Regions from separate parts of the Anas platyrhynchos genome. Here region 2 is linked to region 1. A link is a contact called in public Hi-C data. All regions are on one chromosome and are shown on one strand. Each heading gives the region's core, a stretch centred on a gene start, on an enhancer-like site or on the middle of the called end of the contact. The rest is flanking DNA. Distances are from core to core; before and after follow the strand shown. Region 1 holds the start of GEMIN4 (gem nuclear organelle associated protein 4). Region 2 holds the start of NLE1 (notchless homolog 1).

Evidence for each region. A called contact is a pair of places that touch in the nucleus more often than the background predicts.
Region 2: a Hi-C map of subcutaneous adipose tissue shows a contact between it and region 1, with 2.9 times the contacts expected there. The contact joins the promoter of NLE1 here to the promoter of GEMIN4 in region 1. A contact is called at or near these places in 3 of 8 Hi-C or Micro-C datasets (liver, skeletal muscle and subcutaneous adipose tissue).

The regions. Positions count from the first base shown.
Region 1 is chr20:3,684,599-3,687,339 of IASCAAS_PekinDuck_T2T, forward strand. GEMIN4 (gem nuclear organelle associated protein 4) reads right to left here and starts at 1,416. Exons shown (of 3, transcript XR_005260262.2): 1 at 1,273-1,416; 2 at 1-1,186. GLOD4 (glyoxalase domain containing 4) reads right to left here. Exons shown (of 9, transcript XM_005011869.4): 9 at 1,489-2,680. The coding sequence ends at 2,615.
Region 2 is chr20:3,842,477-3,845,176 of IASCAAS_PekinDuck_T2T, forward strand. NLE1 (notchless homolog 1) reads right to left here and starts at 1,257. Exons shown (of 13, transcript XM_027472682.3): 1 at 1,141-1,257; 2 at 803-946; 3 at 511-728; 4 at 350-429; 5 at 14-90. The coding sequence starts at 1,146. It overlaps AKAP10 (A-kinase anchoring protein 10), which reads right to left. Exons shown (of 14, transcript XM_027472678.3): 14 at 2,074-2,700.

The DNA of each region.
Region 1 (2,741 bases), core at 166-2,665:
CTGGTGCTGATCTCCTTGAGAAAGTCCTCAATGGTCTGTGCCAGCTCGATCGCTTTGTGCATCTCATCCTTACTCAGGCCTCTGTTCTCAGAGAAGCAAACCAGGTTCTTCCTAAAGGCAGTAAGAGCATCGAGGAGCCGGTAGCTCTCATAGCAGGGATCCTCCAAGCTGCTCAGGATGCCCTGCAGCTCCTCTCCCCAGGCATGCAGCAAGCTGCAGAGAAAGTCCAAACCCACAAAGAGTTCCTCACGTGAGAGCTTGGCCAGGGACGAGAAGCTCACGCTTCTCTCAGCCTCCTTCACCTGTTCATCCAGCGCCCTGTGGTGGTACTGGCTTTCAGCGTCGCTGCTCCAGAGGCTGACCACCGAGCTGACCTTCTCCAGGTACTCCGTGACAGGGAGGGGGCTGCCCTCTGCTGCCAGCTCGCTGAACGCCGACAGCAGCTCCACCAGGTTGGCCAAAGCACAGCACTTCATGCGGGGCTGGGCAATGCTCCTGTAGGTTTCCTTTAGCCCTTCTACCAGCACCATTAGCAGGCTGGTGGCAGCAGGAGAGCCACTCAGAGAGCCAGGGTCACCCTTGAACCTCTTCGGGGGCTGAAGACCATCATCCGGAGAGGACTCACCCCCATGCTGATGCACGAGGGCGCTGAACGTAGAGACTGTTCTGTCTTCCTGCCCCTCCTCGTGTCTCATCATCTCCCACCAGACGTCCAGCAAGAACCTGATGTCCGACGGGGACGTCTCGCTTGCGACGTACTGCACCAAGCGCTGCAGCTCGTTGCGGCGCACGGCGTGGGGCAGCGCCAGCAGCAGCTGCACAAAATGCCGGGGCTCACCGAGGGCTTTGACCAGCTCGAACAGGACGGTGTGGTTCACGTCGGGGATCATCCTGCCCACCGAGAAAAACGCATCTTCCCTCCACTCCTGGTCCAGCAAGGCGGCGGGGGGGGCAGGCAGCAGCACCTTGGCCCAGACGACGGCCACGGCCTCCTTCTTCCAGAGGCTGCCCTGCGGTGGGGAAGGGCAGCGGGCACCGATCTCCTTCAGGGCGTCGGTGATGGGGGGCCCCACCAGCGCCCACTCGCCTTTGCGCAGCTCGCTCAGCGCCCGCGGCTGGACGAGCCTGGAGGCCAGCAGGAAGGCACCGTGCAGGATGGCCATCTCCTCGCACACGCCCCAGGGTCCTGCGGAGACACGCGGCGCAAGGTTAACCGAGCCCCCCCGGTACCCCCAACCCCCCCAGGGATCCCCCCGTGTCCCCCTCTCCCACCTGGCTCCATGGCGGCGGCGCTGCGGGCAGCCAAAGCAGGCGCCCCCCCCCCCGGCGGCTGCCGGCCCGCAGCGGCTCCTGGCGGCGGGGAGGAGGCGCTGCTCGCCCCCCCCCCCCCAAAGGGATTTTGGGTTGCTTTAAGGCGTCGAGGCCGAATTTAGGGGAAAGCTGCCCTAAAAGGGCGCGGCGGGGGGCTGGAAGGACAGGAGGCGCAGCCTCGTCACGAATCACTTTTTATTCATGTAAAGGCCGATTGCACAGTTCAGGCTCAGCCTGATCAGGCTGTGGTTCAGCCAACTGCATCAAAAACATACCAAAATCACATCGAGGGCATTCCTCCCCCCTTTAAACTCATTTGCTACAGGCACTGTGTCTCAGTGATTGCTAATGCTGTTGATTTTGTCTGCTTTTTCCATGAAACTGAAGGCTTTCTCCAAGAAAAGTTAAAAGCCAGGCAGCACCCCCGACACGCACCGTGTGGGTAATCCCCCCCTGCACCCCCCATTCTTGTTCCACTAGGAAAAGCCGATTTCATTCTGATGAAATAACCCTTGGACTGTTATTTCCGAGGATAATTCCACATCAAAGCTAATTACAAAACTATTATATACTTATTTTGAGCCGCCTGCTGGCGCCCCGGCAGAACACACTTGATGGTTACACGCCTGGAACCCGAGATGCTCCTCATGCTGACATACACAGGAGCCCAGAGCAACCTCGTGCAGCACAGCGAGATCCACCACAGGCTTCTCAAGCGAACACCTCACCTTGAAAGCTGGGGAACAGCTTGGCATGGAGCTGCTGTTTGTTTCAGACCAGCAGAGCCGCATGCTTCAACAAGACAATGACTGTGCTCTCAGGGAGGCGTTCTCTCTGATGGCCAAAGTGCTCGAGTGGTCCACGAGCAGCCCCTCCCCTCACCTGGCACCTCACCACCAAAGCAGGGTCTTTGCAATGGCTGCCTGAAAGCCCCTGCCCTAAACCACAAATCGGGACAGCTAAAGCTCATTAATTACAGAAGTGGATATTCTAATTAACCTAGCAAGCTGTTTTTCAAGTATAATCACACTAGAAATACGTAAGGTTCTGATGGCTCCTGTTTGGAAGCCACATGCCCAACCTATTCCTTAATTTTCACCCATGTATGAAGGAGCACATGACATTTGCTTGAAAGGAGAGAGCAACAACAAGAGATACAAGCCTAAAACAAACAAAAAAAATGATGGGACATCACTGCATCCTCCCACTGGAAGGGGCAATGCAACACGTCACAGATGATCGGCATTTTGCTCAGACAAAAACCAAGGCACGAATGACCAGCCAGTCCTGCCTCTTTCTCCAGCTAAGCAGACGCCTTCTTCTTCTTTTGCGCAGCAAACCACGAGTCACTCTTGTCTGCTTCCATGGCCTGCACAAAGAAAAGCACAAACATGTTCAGAACTGCAGCTGAGTCAGCCAAACGCCTGGCT
Region 2 (2,700 bases), core at 7-2,506, 160 kb after region 1:
AGCCAGCACCCACCTGGCTGTTCTTGCAGCCCGAGGCCAACTTCTTGCCGTCAGGAGACCAGGCGATGCTGAGCACCCAGTGTCGGTGGCCTGGCAGAGAAAGCGTGAGCAAGAGTGAGCGGAGAGCTGCACCGACCTGGCCCCAGCACGCAGCACTCCCAGGACAAAAGAAAATCCTGCATGTTCCTCATCCTTTCTTCACTTCAGTAGTGGAAGAGAGCAACTCCCCTCCAAGGGAAGGTGCCATGTGGCTGGCACAGCACCCAAGGGCTGCTCTGTGTCCCCCTGGGCAGGGGGAAGGATCCCTGCGGGCCTTCAGGAGCCGCCCCCTGGCACACCCCACACCCACCTTTGGCTGTGAACTGCGGCGTCTCCGTGCTGAGGTCCCAGAAGCGGACCGTGGTGTCTCCAGAGCCACTCGCCAGGTACCTGCGACAGGAGAAAGAGCCAGGCTCAGCACGGTGACCCTGCCTTGCCCCGAGCCCCCCGCCTGCACCCAGCCCCTCGTACTTTCCCGTGGGGCTGAAGGCGACGGAGATGACAGCCTCAGTGTGCCCCTCCAGGGAGCTGGTGCAGCGGGTCACTGCCCGCACCCTGAACACCGCCTGCGGCTGGTAGACGATGTCCAGCACCTTCTCTGTCTCCACCGCCTGCCCCGCCAAGGTCTTCTCCAGCGACACCACGATCTCGGCATCGCGGAAGAAGAAGGCCAAGGGCACCGGTTCGTCCTGCAAGAGAAGGGGCAGGAGCGATAGCGCGGGGCAGCCCAGGTGCCGGGACGCCCGGTGCCCCCCGGCCTCACCTCCTGCAGCAGCGCGTTGCACACCAGCTGCAGCTCTCCCGGCGTGATGCGGAGCGGGACATCGAAGGGGGACCCCAGGGGCTCCCCGGATTCATCGCGGAACTGGATCAGGAGCCGCTCCACGTCCTCGGGAGGCGCCGCGCCCTGCGGGACAGCGGGCTCAGCACCGGGACCCCGGCAGCACAGCCCGGGGGCACGGCGGGGCCCAGACGCCCCACGCCGGGCCGGTAGCGGCCCCCCTTAGCGAGCACCCCTCCGAGGGACGGGGCCCTACGGGGGACCCCCACAGCAGCCAGGGGGTCCCGGAGCGCCCCGTCCCCCCCCGGTGCCCCCCTCACCGCCATGTGCGCGCTGCTGCCCGCGTGCGCCGGAAGCGGCCGCGCCGCCGGGGCGGGACCGGGGGGAGCCGGGCGCGGCGCTGCTGCCCCCCGGCGGCCGGCGGGGGCTCGGGGAAACGCAGGTTCGAGACCCCCCTGAGCACGGACTCGGTCCCCGCCGGTCATGGCTTTCCCGGTAGTGGCCACCGAGATGCTTTTTTAATACCTTTCTCACACGTAACGCTGTAAAAGCGTAAGGAGGCTCCTAGATTGTTACATTGTCGTGTACAAAAATAAAGTAATTCTGCAGCCTGTGCCTTGCCCGTGTTAGTAGGAGGGCTGGGCTGCAGAGTGGAGTGTTTTATCCGCCATAAAAAAACACTGGCTCCATGGGCTCCGCACCAAGGACAGAGACTCAACCCTGCTATGCAAAACACAGCAAGAAATACAGCATCTCCTGTCCCACCCAGCACAAACCAGTGACAAGCATGGCAAGCATCAGGTGTCCGTAGCCTCCAGCACTCTATCAAAATTCAATACTGCCTACACACAGAAGAGGGAAACCAAACCAACCACAGAATACTGTCTTACCAGTTCGCCACCATTCAAACAAAACAGCTTAGAGAAATTACCCAAAGCAAGAGCTCAGCCAGTCAGTGACAGCTCCCAAGGCCATGTCTGTGCACCCTGGAGGAGCAGGCTGGTCCCATGAGTGAGATGGGACCTTGCCAGCCATTTCTCCCTGCTTTTTGTTCCAAAAGTATTTCTGATCAAGCCCTAGAATTTATTGAAATGATTCTTAGTATACTACGTCATCCCATTACAAGATTAATTAGCGTTTGCAAATGTACCAAGGACAAACATTTCAGGTGTTTTTTGTTTTTTTTATGAACCCATAAGACCCACCTTTAAAAAACATGTAAACTCAAATCCCATCAAAACAGAAAATTGACACAAGTTTTAATATTTATATATTTTAAATCAAAACACAATTAAATATAGTATGCTTTAAGTACACGAATACTTGGGCATGAGAGAAATAAGAGGTGGTACATAGTACCAAAAACCTATACACAGCCTTTTTTGCTTTTTTTTTCTTATAGATAATACAGTGTCTCTATACAATCAAATATTGCAACAGTATAACACTTGCTAGTCAATCAAGATACTCTGAACATTGGAGATGATTTCTTTGCAAAGTGATTTTTTGCACAAGTTCAAGGAAAAAAAGCAATCATAAGAGTTAAATAAAAACCAAAATGGAAGTTTTGTATACTAAAAATGCAGCGATAACATAACAGTGACACAGAGTGTTTTTGATACTCTGCAAAATCAAGTTGCTGGGAAAAATAGAGGTGCCGTGTCACATCGTGGCTTTTTTTTTTTTTTTTTACTTAAACTAAAGGTTTTGCAAATTGCAAGTGTTGACAACATCAGGGAAAAGGTGGCTGAAGGTCATTAAAAATTATTTTTCTTTGTAAACCAAACCTCTGGAATTAGATACTACGCTGGTTTGAGGACAACAAGTTATGGAGAATGGCAGCAGCACATGGCAGTAATTACTTTTTTCCTTGCTTGTGG